Linked DNA regions of Sus scrofa: regions 2, 3, 4 and 5 are each linked to region 1. The links are chromatin contacts, called in public HiChIP or PLAC-seq maps. All regions are on one chromosome and are shown on one strand. Each heading gives the region's core, a stretch centred on a gene start, on an enhancer-like site or on the middle of the called end of the contact. The rest is flanking DNA. Distances are from core to core; before and after follow the strand shown. Region 1 overlaps SGMS1 (sphingomyelin synthase 1). Region 2 has its middle 140 kb from the start of MINPP1. Region 3 has its middle 170 kb from the start of MINPP1. Region 4 has its middle 150 kb from the start of SGMS1. Region 5 has its middle 110 kb from the start of SGMS1.

Region 1 (2,567 bases), core at 23-2,522:
AGAAATTGTTGGAAATTTTTAGTTAGATGTGTGCTGATGATTTTACTCAGAAGCATTACTACTTTTAATAACCTAAAGACTTTGGAAGCCTGGGGCCCTGATCACCATGCATAATAATAAGATAAAACTAATTTAAAGTATATTTAAATTGGGAATTGCCTAGTGATGGTAACATTAAAAGTAGGCTAAAAGAAAAGAACACAATTTCTTGGAGTTCCTGTCGTGGCTCAGTGGTTAATGAATCTGACTAGGAACCATGAGGCTGTGGGTTTGATCCCTGGCCTTGCTATGAGCTGTGGTGTTAGTCACAGACTCGGCTCAGATCCCGAGTTGCTGTGGCTGTGGCCTAGGCCGGCGGCTACAGCTCCAATTAGATCCCTAGCCTGGGAACCTCCATATGCCATGGGAGGGGCCCTAGAAAAGGCAAAAAGGCAAAAAAAAAAAAAAGAACACAACTTCTTAATATAAGATAAAAAACCTTAACTCGAGTGAAGTTTTATTGTCACTGAGGATTAGAAATCTCCAGTAGCTGGGAAACCAAAGCTTTTTCATTTCAATGAGAAGAAAAAAAAAAAAAAAATCTACCAAATCTCTCCTAAATCTACACTTAGAAAAATATACTTAACTCACTGAGGTAAGAGGAGAGCTAATTTAAGGAAGATGACCCTGGGGACTATCACCATGTTTCAAAATTAGCAGCAACTGATAGGCCTGGAGAGAGGAAATCAAGTTCAAGTCTACAGTCCCAAAATAAATGCCTAATACTACTTTAATAATAGCTGGATAAGTTTAAACTATTTTCAGACTAGAGACCCTCTAAAGGGGTAAATTCTAAATTGATGACACCTTAAGGTACACCCTGTGGTCTTCGCCATGTTCTAGTTTTCCCCCATAAATTTGTCCCCTGACAGTCTCCTTTCCCTGGGCTCCTGGATTTCAGGGAAAGCAAGTGTTAATTAAGGTGTCTTTACCTTCACCTCCATACTCAAAAAAGATGCATTAAGCATTTTTTTCTGACAACAATTATACCAACTCTTAAAAATAAATATCCATCAACTCATCAGCTTTTCTCCCGTTACCACTGACCATGACTTCTTGGTTCTATCTATCTGATAATTTCCCAAACCTCCAGGGCCCACCTTCACCGAGCTCCTTTATCAACTGGCCAATGGTCAGTAGCACCAAAGCTCCACTGCACAGAAGGATGACGCTCACCCATCACACAGGTCAGCACTGAAGCACAGGCTCAGGTTGTTGACAAAGGGACTGCAGATCTAGCCTTGGACTAAGGTAGGATACCACCAGGGGGCAGCAGAAAGTCTATGAAATTATAGACTCATCACAGCACCTTAACCCCAAATTATGAAGGATTTTGGAGACAGAGATCTCTAATAGAGATCATGTGCCTAAGCAATACAACTAGGTATGGAATTACAGGGACTAGAACACCTTTTTTTTTCTTCCCCCTAATCCATAAATTGATGCTCCTTCCCTTATACCCATGACTCTAATGTGTATCTAGTGACTCCATAATGAGCAACACAGCCATTTCCACAGTTCTCCAGGCAAACATACGGCATATCTGAACTATCCTAAAGTCACTTAAACAAGACCATGTCTAGAGTGTAGGACCTCAAAGAAGTATAAAAGTCTACAATTAAAGAGCACACAGTTTATCAGAAGCACTAACCTTAGACAATCACTAAAATATTTATAATGGCTTGATATAAAAAATGTAAAAAGCTTTATTTTCTGGCTTCCAAAACTATAACTTAATGCAACAAAATTAGAATCTTGCAGCTAAATCAATGACGATAGCTGAACCATAAAAATATTATGTAAAATTACAGAAGTTGTAAAATTAGTTAACTTTTTTAAAAGGCATGATAAAATTAAAAGATCTGAACAAGGACAGTTAAGGCTAGTATGCATTAGATGAAATAAGTTCTTTACTCTTATAAAGCTTTGAACATGTATCACTGTTATATTGTACTAAATTAAGTTCAAAATGAGTCATATGTAAAGTGTTCTCTCAACTCAATGCAAGTTCACAGGCATTTATGAAATATCTAACATCGACCCACATGGGAAATCAGATAACCATAAAAAGACCAACCAAAATAACCCCATAAGTGAAATTAAAAGACAAAACTTTTTTTAACCTGTCACAGACTGCAAATATGAAGAGTTCTTAAAAATCAGTTAAGAGGGAGTTCCCTTCGTGGCTCAGCGGAAATGAACCCGACTAGTATATGAGGACTTGGGTTCAATCCCTGGCGTCATTCAGTGGGTTAAGGATCTGGCATTGCTGTGAGCTGTGGTTTAGGTTGCAGACATGTATCAGACACCGCACTGCTGTGGCTGTGGTGTAGGCGGGCAGCTACAGCTCTGATTCAACACTTAGCCTGGGTACTTCCTCATGCCTTGGGTACAGCCCTTAAAAAAAAAATCAGTTGGGAGTTCCCGTCGTGGCGAAGTGGTTAACGAATCCGACTGGGAACCATGAGGTTGCGGGTTCAGTCCCTGCCCTTGCTCAGTGGGTTAACAATCCGGCGTTGCCATGAGCT
Region 2 (2,567 bases), core at 26-2,525, 230 kb after region 1:
CTGCAAATGCAGCCAAAAAGAAAAAAAGAGAGCTAAACTGTATAATCCTCTATGGTCATAAAAGAAATATTGCGTAACTGCTTTAAATGAAACAGCTATAATATCTGAAGGGATCAAAAAATGAAACTGGCAACACATCTATAAAAGGAAAAAAAAATAAATTCTTTTTCTTTTTAGGGCTGCATCCGTGGCATATGGAAGTTCCCAGGCTAGGGGTGGAATCAGAGATGCAGCTGCTGGCCTACACCACAACCACAGCAACGTGGGATCCGAGTCGCATCTGCAACCTACACCACAACTTGTCACAACACCAGATCGTTATCCCACTGAGCAGGGCCAGGGATCAAACCCGCGTCCTCATGGATACTAGTCAGGTTGACTACTGTGGAGCCACAACAGGAGATCCAAAAAAAAAAAATGAATTCGTAAAGTCAATTTCTAATACTACCTATCTTTATAAACATTTGTTACTGTGGAGAGTGTACAAGCCTCGTCCTCTGCATGCAGACAGAGGAAAAGAACAAGCTAAAGTCTACGTGAGCAGGTTGAGATTTTATTATTTACTGAATTTTCAAAAATTGGAAATAGCACAAAACTTAAAATATAGGGCCACTATCTACTCCAGTAGGAGTCACATTAACAAATCTGGAAATGAAATACAGATCAGAAAATGAGAAAGATCAGATTTAATCTACATATCAATAGTTCTGACTCCTAGAGTTTATGCCTAAAATAGAGGCTTGGGTGCAAAAAAGGCTCTGCACTTTCTCCACTACTTCCTCCCACATGGTCTGAGTTACACTGAGTTACAGGGCCTAAGCTACACTGACCAGGCCTCCCAAATAGTAAGGAATCAGGGCCCTTTACCAGGTGGACCCCATCCCCCGCCATCCAGCCTCCAAGAGAGGGAACCACCCACCGGACATGAGGCTGCACAGGTCAGGCTACCAGGCAGGTAGACTGAGGGATGGACGGAGCAGGCAGAGGCACCAGGGGAGGCATCAGAGAAGGAACTGTTAGGGAGATAAGAGAATGGGATGTGTAGAGAGTCCCAAAGACCCAAAGAAGGAAAAGAAAATGAAAGAAGGGGGCTCCCAAAGAGTCAAGGAGGAAGATGAAGGAACACTGGATCCCAGAGGGTCAGAAGTAAGGTCAGAACAGCCATCTCAGTGGAGTGGTCAAGGAAGATTAAAAGGGGCTCAGCAGAGGATGGCAGATACAGACATGCTGAGTATAAATAGCCTTGAGACATCTGCTCATGTTCCTCTTTTGATCATAACCTCCTGCTCTGCCTAACACACCCGGCAACAGTGAAGACAGATCTCTTGGTATCCCAGTCCATGCAGGGCACACAGGCAGGAGCCCCACCTCTCTGCCACGTCCCCACCACCACGTTCCTCTCCCGCCCCTGTGGAACCCCACTGCGACTTACCAGAGGGCCAGGGAACAGCAGGCTCTGCCCCTCAGAACCAGCACTCCCATTCAGCCAAGTGCAAAATGGAAAAGAGACATCAACTGTAAACTGGCAACTGTTCGCCTAGCTACCTGACCTGGGGCCAGGTTAGTTCGCTACGCTCAAAATTTTATTTTATTTATTTATTTATTTATTGGTCTTTTTGTCTTTATAGGGCCGCACCCGAGGCATATGGACGCTAGTCGGGTTCACTAACTGCTGAGCCATGAAGAGAACTCCTGATCAAAATTTTAATGGTACAAAAAGACTCCAATTATCTTTTTTCCCAGAGACACATCTCTAATGCTATCTTGCATTGTGAATCAAAAATTTTATTCAGACAGAATTACAGTTACTCTTTGAAATAAAACATTTGACTGATGGCCAAAAGTGACTAACGAAATATATAGATTATCTGACTATCAAACAAGGGTGTTATTTTGGGAGTTTCCATCGTGGCTCAGTGGTTAACAAATCCGACCAGGAACCATGAGGTTCGGGTTGAATACCCAGCCTTGCTCAGTGGGTTAAGGATCCAGCGTTGCCGTGAGCTGTGGTATAGGTTGCAGATGCGGCTTGGATCTGGTGTTGCTGTGGCTCTTGTGTAGGCCAGCAGCTGCAGCTCTGATTAGACCCTAACCTGGGAACCTCCATATGCTGCAGATGCAGTCCTAAAAGGACAAAAGACAAAAAAAAAAAAAAAAAAGGATCCAGCATTGCTGTGAGCTGTGGTGTAGGTCGCAGACACAGCTCGGATCCTGCGTTGTTGTGGCTCTGGCGTAGGCCAGCGGCTACAGCTCTACAGCTCCAATTAGACCCCTAGCCTAGGAATCTCTATATGCCACAGGTGCAGCCCTAGAAGAGACAAAAAAAAAAAAAAAAAAAGGATGTTATTTTATTCCAGAGGTCACCTATTTAAATGAAAGACTTTTTAAAATCTACTCCATAACTCTATGACTCTATACAACATACCTATCCGCAAAAGACCAGGAGAGGTGTTCCTGTCATGACTCAACAGAAATGAATCTGACTAGCATCCATGTGGACACAGGCTTGATCCCTGACCTCACTCAGTGGGTTAAGGATCTGGCATTGCTGTGAGCTGTGGCATAGG
Region 3 (2,567 bases), core at 25-2,524, 200 kb after region 1:
CTTCAGGTATGGGAAAGGGTTTAGGAACATTTGTCTAGTTCAGTAGGAAAGGAAAAAAAAAAAAGCAGATGGGGTGTGAACCTCATGATTTTTTAAACGCTCTTGCCCAGATCATATTTCTGTAATATATCAAACATCCCATTTTTATGAGCAAAAAGCATTCAGGGCTACAAGAGCAATATTTTTAAACAGGTAGAGATACATATTTCTATTTCTTCCAAAATCCTTTCCCTCCCATTAAAGGAGACAGATAAAATTTTTCAACCCTTTTGTTCTTACATAGCACCAAAAAGAGCTATTCAAGGTCTCTGACTCAAGGATGCTTGGTGAGTGCTTGAACGCTTGAATGAAGAAAGGAATGAAAGAATAAAGGAAGGAACAAACGCAGGAAAGAGGAGAATAACATTATTTTTGAGCCAAAAGGAACCCTGAGGATCTCCTGCTGTCTCCTTCAAGGTTTCCAGCCGGCTAAATCCCCTTCCTTTACTCCAAGCCCACACCAGCTGAGCTCCCATTCATCTATCCCATTCATAATTCCTAGCCTACTTCTATCCCATTCATAATTCCTAGCCTCATTTTCCCAAACCTTTACTAAGAGTAAAGGTTGGTTTAAAAAACCCCACGTACTGGAGTTCCCGTCGTGGCTCAGAGGTTAATGAATCCGACCAGGAACCATGAGGTTGTGGGTTCGATCCCTGACCTTGCTCAGTGGGTTAAGGATCTGGCGTTGCTGTGAGCTGTGGTGTAGGTTGCAGATGCGGCTCGGATCCTGCGTTGCTGTGGCTCTGGTGTAGGCTGGGGGCTATGGCTCTGATTAGACTCCTAGCCTGGGAACCTCCATATGCCGAGGGGAGCAGCTCAAGAAAAGGCAAAAAGACCAAAAAAAAAAAAAAAAAAAAAAAAAAACCCACACACAAATAGGTTTATGTTCCTGCGATACTTTTCCCCTACATAAAAGGGGAAATAATCTACAATGTACTGAGGTGGTATTTCTTTGTTCCAAAGACGTGGGGGCTATACGTGCTGCCTGGGACGCCCACAGATGTAATAAATGGTGTAGACTGCAAGCTTGTTTGGTGGGGTAGGGGGATGAACGGTAAGGACGCCAGGGAATGGGGGCAACGTGACAGAGGAGAAAGAAAACAGATTTTTGGAGAGGGGAAGTTTTTTCCTAGCTCGAAGGCAACAAAACATGGTACTTAAAAGTGTACACTTTAGAGGCCAATGGATCTGGAGGCAACGCTGACTCAGCCACTATTACGCAACCTGGGCTGAACCTCCCAGAGGCTTCCTGTTCCCTCCAAACAAGCTAGGGTGATCCCCAACGCAGGAGGTTGCTGTGACAAGGCTTCCAGATGGCATCTGGCACCTAGTGTGCCCCAATGACAACAATGGTGACTAATCTTCTCCATGGCCCTTTTGCAAGGTCTTTTGCTGACCTTCTAGGAATGCCTGGGTACACTGATTAAAACAGTTTTGTACTGGCAAAGCCCTGCAAACCATGTACCTTCCAAGGGAAAGATGCCATGAAAACTAACGGAAAACTTTTCTAGGCTTCCTGGCTTCTCATTCCAAGGAGGAAGTTTGGGGGAAAATGGAAGGTATTGTTTTCATAATCTTTACTATTTGAACCAGGCTTCCTCACTTGCCAAAGAAGTCTCATGAGAAACAGCTCAGATTCTTGGTTCCTCAACAGCAAGGGCAGTAAAGGACTAGAGCTCAATTTCATAAAAATCACAGAGCAGAACAGAAACCCTTTTCTACTAAATCTGCTATTAAGCCTCAGGTTAATTTTGCCACCGTTATTCCTTGTGGGCCTCAACTATTCTGAATTTATATATTTTTTCATAATACTGAAAAATATCAGCATAATCTGGACCCTTATAAGTATAGCTAATACCCCATATCACATATGAAATTCAACTCCAAAGTAAGAATTAAGACTTCGTGAGTAATATGAGAGATACATTCAAGGTTTATGTGCTACTGCACTATAACTACAGTCCCCTATTAAGGTTCTAATCACATCATATAGTGGGCCCTTTAATTCTCTGCTATTTCAAAAAAAGGTAAAAGAAATTGCTTCTGCCCACTATCTTTCCGCACAATCTAAATGATAAAACAGCCTGCCTCTGACAAGAATTTTATCAAGTCCAGGAGTTCCTATTATGGCTCAAGAAGTTAAAGACCTGACATCTTCTCCGTGAGGGTGTGGGTTTGATCCCTAGCCTCACTCAGTGGGTTAAGATCCGGTGTTTCCTCGAGCTGCAGCATAGGTTACAGATGCAGCTAGGATCCAGTGTGGCTGTGGCATGGGCGTCACCTGCAGCTCAGGCCTCAACTGCAGCTCTGATCTGACCCCCAGCCTGGGACCTTCCATATGCCACAGATGTGGCCATAAAAGGAGGGGGGAGGATTTTATCAAGTCCAACAGTAAACACTAGTTATCTCTTGTTGCCCAAGGATCAAATTACTAACCAAAAGTAAAAAAAAAAAAAAAAAAAAAAAATTCAACAGCAACAACCAGCTAATAAATTGTCTGTTTTATAAACAAATTCCTTTGCCCT
Region 4 (2,567 bases), core at 48-2,547, 170 kb after region 1:
GTCTACTGAATCCCTTTTTATGAGAAGCCTAAACAATTTTTACTGAAAATATCTTTTTTCCATACTATCTTTCTGTGATCCTGGTCTCCCAAGTCTGGGACCCCACGATGGAATTTAAAAAATGAAAAGTCTTAACCCAGACTTAACCTCCCCAGACTTGGGAAGAACCGAAGTCCTCACAGAATGACGGCAGCCAGAGAAGGTGGCAGTGGCTCTGCAAGCATTAGCTCCCAGCCTGACTCCAGCTTCTCTGACTTTCCAGCAGGCCCAGGCCCACTGATGATGACTCAGGATCTCCAAGTCAAGGGGGATCAGCAGGAATGAATCCCTGGCTCACAAGCCCCTGTGCCCCCAGAATGCCTCCTTCCATCAGGGAGAGCGGAGAGCTGCCAGATGTGGCACCAGGGACCTTTCAACTGCAGAGTGTATTACCGGCTTGTCTACCTTGTTCTTTCCAAAAGGAAATGGGCTGGAAATACTGTATGCCCATTATTTTATTAATAAATCTTAGGAGGAAGGAGCACTCCATATGGTAATATATACTCACTGAAGGGAAGTCAGGAGAGGGCAAGAGGCACTAACACTATTATCTATTTCTTGCTAACCTGTCATTTGAGATTTCAGCAAAAACAGGATCCTAGACTATACCAGACCTCATGAGTTGCAGATCACCAGCCTAGACAGACCCTTCTTCTCATGTGAACTCAGGCCTCGCTTTACAGTGTTCCTAGAATAGTGAGTGTGTCCCAAGCGGGTGCGGAAAATCTATATTTTCCTGGGTGCCTTGTCCACAGAGTACACTCAAAGCTCTCAGCTCTAAATACCAACCAGAACGAGGGCCCTCAAAGCAAAAGGCCACCTTATATTCACATGTAAGACTATCTATCTTCACCTAAATAGGTTTTTTAATCCTTACATGAAAGAAAAATCTATAGCTAAGTAAATTTAGTAAACTCAGGGTTAACCCAAATCCAAAAGATGCCTTTAACGCAAAACTTCTGGAGCCTCAACATACCAAATGTGAGATACAACTCAGGGCAGAGGGGCTGGTGAACACGCTGACCTGTCTTTTACAAAACTACTGGTCCCAATCCCCTATTGGGCCTTCTCATAAGCACAGTGTCCCACAGTGTATATTCTCTTTTTTCTTTCTTTTTATTTTCTTTTTTTTTTTTGTCCACACCCATGGCATGTGAAAGTTCCCAGGCCAAGGATCGAATATGTGCCACAGTAGGGACCGAAGCCACAATAGTAACAATCTCAAATCCTTAACCCACTAGGCCACCGGGGAATTCCCCACAGGGTATATACCAAGAAATGCTGCTGCAAAGCATTTCCTTAAATGCTTAATGGGCTGATTCACTCACATAGCTCTGTGGCCTCACCTTTAAGAATTAGAAGTCTATTGTGGACCAGGCCCTCAGCTGGACATGTAACTCTTCTGAAAGTCAGTTCTAACACCTGAGGTGCTCTCACACCTCTGATTCAGCTACTCTGGGGGCAAGAGAGCCAAGCCTAGGCTTGGTGGGTGTTTCTCAGCCATGGTAAGAGACATGATTGTATGATGTTTCAGCAGGGAACTTCCCAGGAAGAGTTTCAAACTAGGCAAATAATGTTAGTATTACCCTTTTTTTTTTTTTTTTTTTTTTTTTTTTTGTCTTTTGTCTTTTGTCTTTTTGGGGCCGCACCCACAACATATGAAGGTTCCCAGGCTAGTGGTCTGATAGAAGCTACAGCTGCTGGCCTACACACAGTGACAGCAACGCCATATCTGAGTCGTGTCTGCGACCTACACCACGACTCACGGCAATGCTGGATCCTTAACCCGCTAAGCGAGGCCAGGGATCAAACCCGCAACCTCATGGTTCTAGTCGGATTAGTTTCCGCTGTGCCACGATGGGAACTCCAATATCAACATATTGAACTAGTTTATCTACATTCCTCTGAATTGTACTGATACCCCTTCTTTCTTTCCACTTTTTAAATTGACTCCCACTCACATTTATTCCTTGTAATCAGAATTCTCATTTCCTTTGTGCGCCTGATCAGCTAATTCAGAATAAGGTGTGATGGGCTAACAGTTCCTTAGAACTGCCAGGAATGTTTGAATTTAAAGTGATTAAATACTGAAATATTTGGATAACAAGTTGATGAGGCACCATTTAAAACATCTGATCATATTTTTATTTACTGTATTTAACTATTTTAATGACAAAAATAATTACACATGTTCAAATTAAACATTCTAAGTACTCAAGCCCTAAGAATGAACTCCGGATACTTGGAATTCAACCACTTAAAGATACTCCAAGGGAACATTTTGATTAATGCCCTTCCAGGTTTTCTCCCCTCTATGTTTCCATATTTCCTTAATGAAACATTAACCTTACATATTCTATTACAACCTATTTTTCAAACATTTTTGTCCCATGTGAATATTTTTCTTCAGCAGCACTGTCATGGTTACAGAATATTCCATTACATAGATGAATTACAACGTGTTCATTCAAGGCCCTTTGGGGGGCCATCTGTGGGGCTCCCAACATTCAATTTCAAATAATGCTCAC
Region 5 (2,567 bases), core at 46-2,545, 130 kb after region 1:
AGTTCAATAGATATTTGTTTTGTTTTGTCTTAATTAATTATTTATGTCTTTTTGGGGTGGGGGGCACCCACATGGCATACAGAGGTTCCCAGGCTAGGGGTTGAATCAGAGCTGTAGCTACAGGAAAAAAAAAAAAAAGGACAACCCAAAAGTTAAGAATTATGTTTTATTTGGCAGATAAAACTGAGGACTTAAGCCTGGGACACAGCCCCTCAGACAGCTCTGAAAGACTGCTCAGAAGAGATAAGGGAGGAGCCAGGATATACAAGAGTTTTTGCAACAAAGACCAGGTAGTCAGAACTTCAAAAGATTACTCTTCATTACAGAAAATCACATATCTTAAGGAATTCAGTGCTTTTCTACATATGAAAAGATATAAGGGTCTAGACTCCCTGAAATCATCACTTTGATATGCACTTCAACTATCTGGAGCCAGTGTCCTGCTTTTCTCCATCCTGAATCCCTCAGGGTGCAGTTTGTGGTGACTGCAGTGGATGAGAGCTTCTCCATCACCAACTGGAGCATCTGTGGTGGCTTGATGGCTGTGGCATCCTTTGTTTACTGATAATGAAGGCAACATTTTTTCATTGACAACTGTATGTCTATACAAATTTCTCTTCTAATAACCAAAGGTAGGAACTATGAAAAAACCATCCCAAAATAATGAAGTCCCAAACCGAGATGTCCCAAGTTGAGTTGTTTAGACTGTTTGTTTTCAGCTTTGTTTCATGTTATAGAATCATCTTCCTAATGGGAAGCCCAGTAAGCAGATCTGGTGCCCTCCTGAGACCTCACGGATCAGTCACCGGAAAGAACAGAGAACCGTGGAAGAAGAACTCACAGGTCCACAGTTACCAAAATGTTTTCCTTGTTAATTAAAGCTAATGGGAGCCACTCCCACTGCGGCAAAAAGGACAGTGTCACAAGACCCTCACATCCCACGCAGTTTACAGTTGACGGCAGCCACCCCTGGCTGTACCCTACCACAAGCCAGACACTTAGCAAAGTGCCATCCTCATACACTGCTTCATTCAACTGAACTGAATCTTGGTGGCCGCATCATGATCCAAGTGACTTGAGCCCCCTCTGAAAAGGAGGCTCACAGAGCTAATAAAATGCCAAGACCTGGGAATCAGAAGTAGCTCCGTGGGGCTCCAAATCCTCAGCAAAGTGCATCATTTGGGACCCAGGGCTCTAGTACCAAGTGTACCAGTACCCAAAGTGTGTACTGAGTGCTGCAAACTACTCAGCCACCCTAGTCACAGCTCCCCGGGCTTACAGGCCGGGAGATGGGGAGTGACTGGCACAAGATCACCCAGCCCAATGGCAATAGGTCCAGCCAACAGCCCCATCCCTGTTGGATTATCCTTCTGACAGACAGCACCTGCCCTCAAAAAAAATCCCTAGGACCCTTAGAATAAATGCTCCAAGTTAAGCTTTCCTAAGGAACACTGTCATGTTATACAAATCCAAAAAATATCCTTTAGAGTTGAGCAAAAGCAAAACAGGACTTTATCAGTCTCCTTTCTTGCAGCTGCCACTGGTATGAATTCACACAAGCAGGCCCTTGTCTCTGCACTACCATGCAGCTCTTCTAAGTGACAGAAGCCCAGGAACACAGAGGCCCTGGGCCCGGGCCAGCTGGAGGCAAGCTAAACAGGCTGAAAAGCAGGCGGTTCTGACACCCCTTTATCAAACAACGCTCACTCTGGAGAAGCAATAAACACCATTTTGCACACACAATCAATCACACTTCTTTCCATACAAGAGCGTGTGGACCAAGGCCTGAGCTATGGGAGTCACCCCGTACCCTGAACAGCGCCCTGAATTTTACAATCCCAGTGGCAAAACCATCACCTGCAACCAGGTCAGTGTGGAATCCAATCCTTGCCTCTGCCCAAATGAGCCAGCTAACAGCCAACAGCCTGGTACCACACCACTTACCAGCTACGGCTGGGCATCCCAGGCCAGACCAAGGCAGCTATGACATGCGCTTGGCATTTGGAAGCTCTTTGGAGAAGCAGCCCTACATGGCCTCGTGCCATTCTTAGGAGCTTCAAACCCCAACATGCTAATGCCCCAGAGTGGCAACTCCCAGAAGAAGGTCTATTCCAGCAAGGCCTCCATTCCAGTGGCTCCCCTGGTTACAGTGCACCCCAGCTCAGCCTGAGACAGGATGAGGCCACTTAATCTCCCACAGCAGATCTCCGGGAGGAAGATGTTCTGAGTGTGGCTGAGGGCAGACTCTCCCTCCCATCAGCCCCAGCCGCTCAGCCAGATCCAAGGACACCTAGGCTTTAGGCCGAGTGTGAGTTCACAGGGGGTGCTGTGCAGCAGCAATACTCTACGTTAAACTACAATCACTCATGATGTGAGATCTCTATTTAAGGAAAAATGAGGATGCACAGAAGAGCATCTCGAATATTCAAAGAGTTAAATGATCTAAGCATATCAAAGGTGTCACCAGTTTGGTGTGCAGACCACACTGGAGGACTGGGGTGTAGGGGTCAATAACTTTGAGGGGTCCCCACGGTCCTTGAGGGGGAAGGGTGATGTGAATCGTGGAG

What was found. HiChIP or PLAC-seq counts read pairs in DNA pulled down with a chosen protein or histone mark.
Region 2: a contact with region 1 is called in an H3K27ac HiChIP or PLAC-seq map of skeletal muscle. The contact joins two enhancer-like sites. A contact is called at or near these places in 1 of 47 Hi-C or Micro-C datasets (skeletal muscle) and 2 of 2 datasets of contacts at active chromatin or transcription factors (alveolar macrophages and skeletal muscle).
Region 3: an H3K27ac HiChIP or PLAC-seq map of alveolar macrophages shows a contact between it and region 1. The contact joins two enhancer-like sites. A contact is called at or near these places in 2 of 47 Hi-C or Micro-C datasets (heart right ventricle and skeletal muscle) and 2 of 2 datasets of contacts at active chromatin or transcription factors (alveolar macrophages and skeletal muscle).
Region 4: an H3K27ac HiChIP or PLAC-seq map of alveolar macrophages shows a contact between it and region 1. The contact joins two enhancer-like sites. A contact is called at or near these places in 1 of 47 Hi-C or Micro-C datasets (alveolar macrophages) and 1 of 2 datasets of contacts at active chromatin or transcription factors (alveolar macrophages).
Region 5: a contact with region 1 is called in an H3K27ac HiChIP or PLAC-seq map of skeletal muscle. The contact joins two enhancer-like sites. A contact is called at or near these places in 2 of 2 datasets of contacts at active chromatin or transcription factors (alveolar macrophages and skeletal muscle).

Annotation. Positions count from the first base shown.
Region 1 is chr14:99,199,204-99,201,770 of Sscrofa11.1, forward strand. All of the region lies in intron 1 of SGMS1 (sphingomyelin synthase 1), which reads right to left. Among named protein-coding and RNA genes, the nearest start is that of SGMS1, 16 kb to the right of the region's middle. Within about 2 kb of position 1,273, at least 4 of the 83 cell types and tissues checked have an H3K27ac peak or open chromatin away from gene starts, as enhancers often do. A contact at or near this core is called in alveolar macrophages and skeletal muscle, where this site is marked.
Region 2 is chr14:99,433,281-99,435,847 of Sscrofa11.1, forward strand. It overlaps a transcript of SGMS1 not described here. Among named protein-coding and RNA genes, the nearest start is that of MINPP1, 140 kb to the right of the region's middle. Within about 2 kb of position 1,276, at least 7 of the 83 cell types and tissues checked have an H3K27ac peak or open chromatin away from gene starts, as enhancers often do. A contact at or near this core is called in alveolar macrophages and skeletal muscle, where this site is marked.
Region 3 is chr14:99,399,782-99,402,348 of Sscrofa11.1, forward strand. It overlaps a transcript of SGMS1 not described here. Among named protein-coding and RNA genes, the nearest start is that of MINPP1, 170 kb to the right of the region's middle. Within about 2 kb of position 1,275, at least 31 of the 83 cell types and tissues checked have an H3K27ac peak or open chromatin away from gene starts, as enhancers often do. A contact at or near this core is called in alveolar macrophages and skeletal muscle, where this site is marked.
Region 4 is chr14:99,364,269-99,366,835 of Sscrofa11.1, forward strand. It overlaps a transcript of SGMS1 not described here. Among named protein-coding and RNA genes, the nearest start is that of SGMS1, 150 kb to the left of the region's middle. Within about 2 kb of position 1,298, at least 5 of the 83 cell types and tissues checked have an H3K27ac peak or open chromatin away from gene starts, as enhancers often do. A contact at or near this core is called in alveolar macrophages, where this site is marked.
Region 5 is chr14:99,327,461-99,330,027 of Sscrofa11.1, forward strand. It overlaps a transcript of SGMS1 not described here. Among named protein-coding and RNA genes, the nearest start is that of SGMS1, 110 kb to the left of the region's middle. Within about 2 kb of position 1,296, at least 12 of the 83 cell types and tissues checked have an H3K27ac peak or open chromatin away from gene starts, as enhancers often do. A contact at or near this core is called in skeletal muscle, where this site is marked.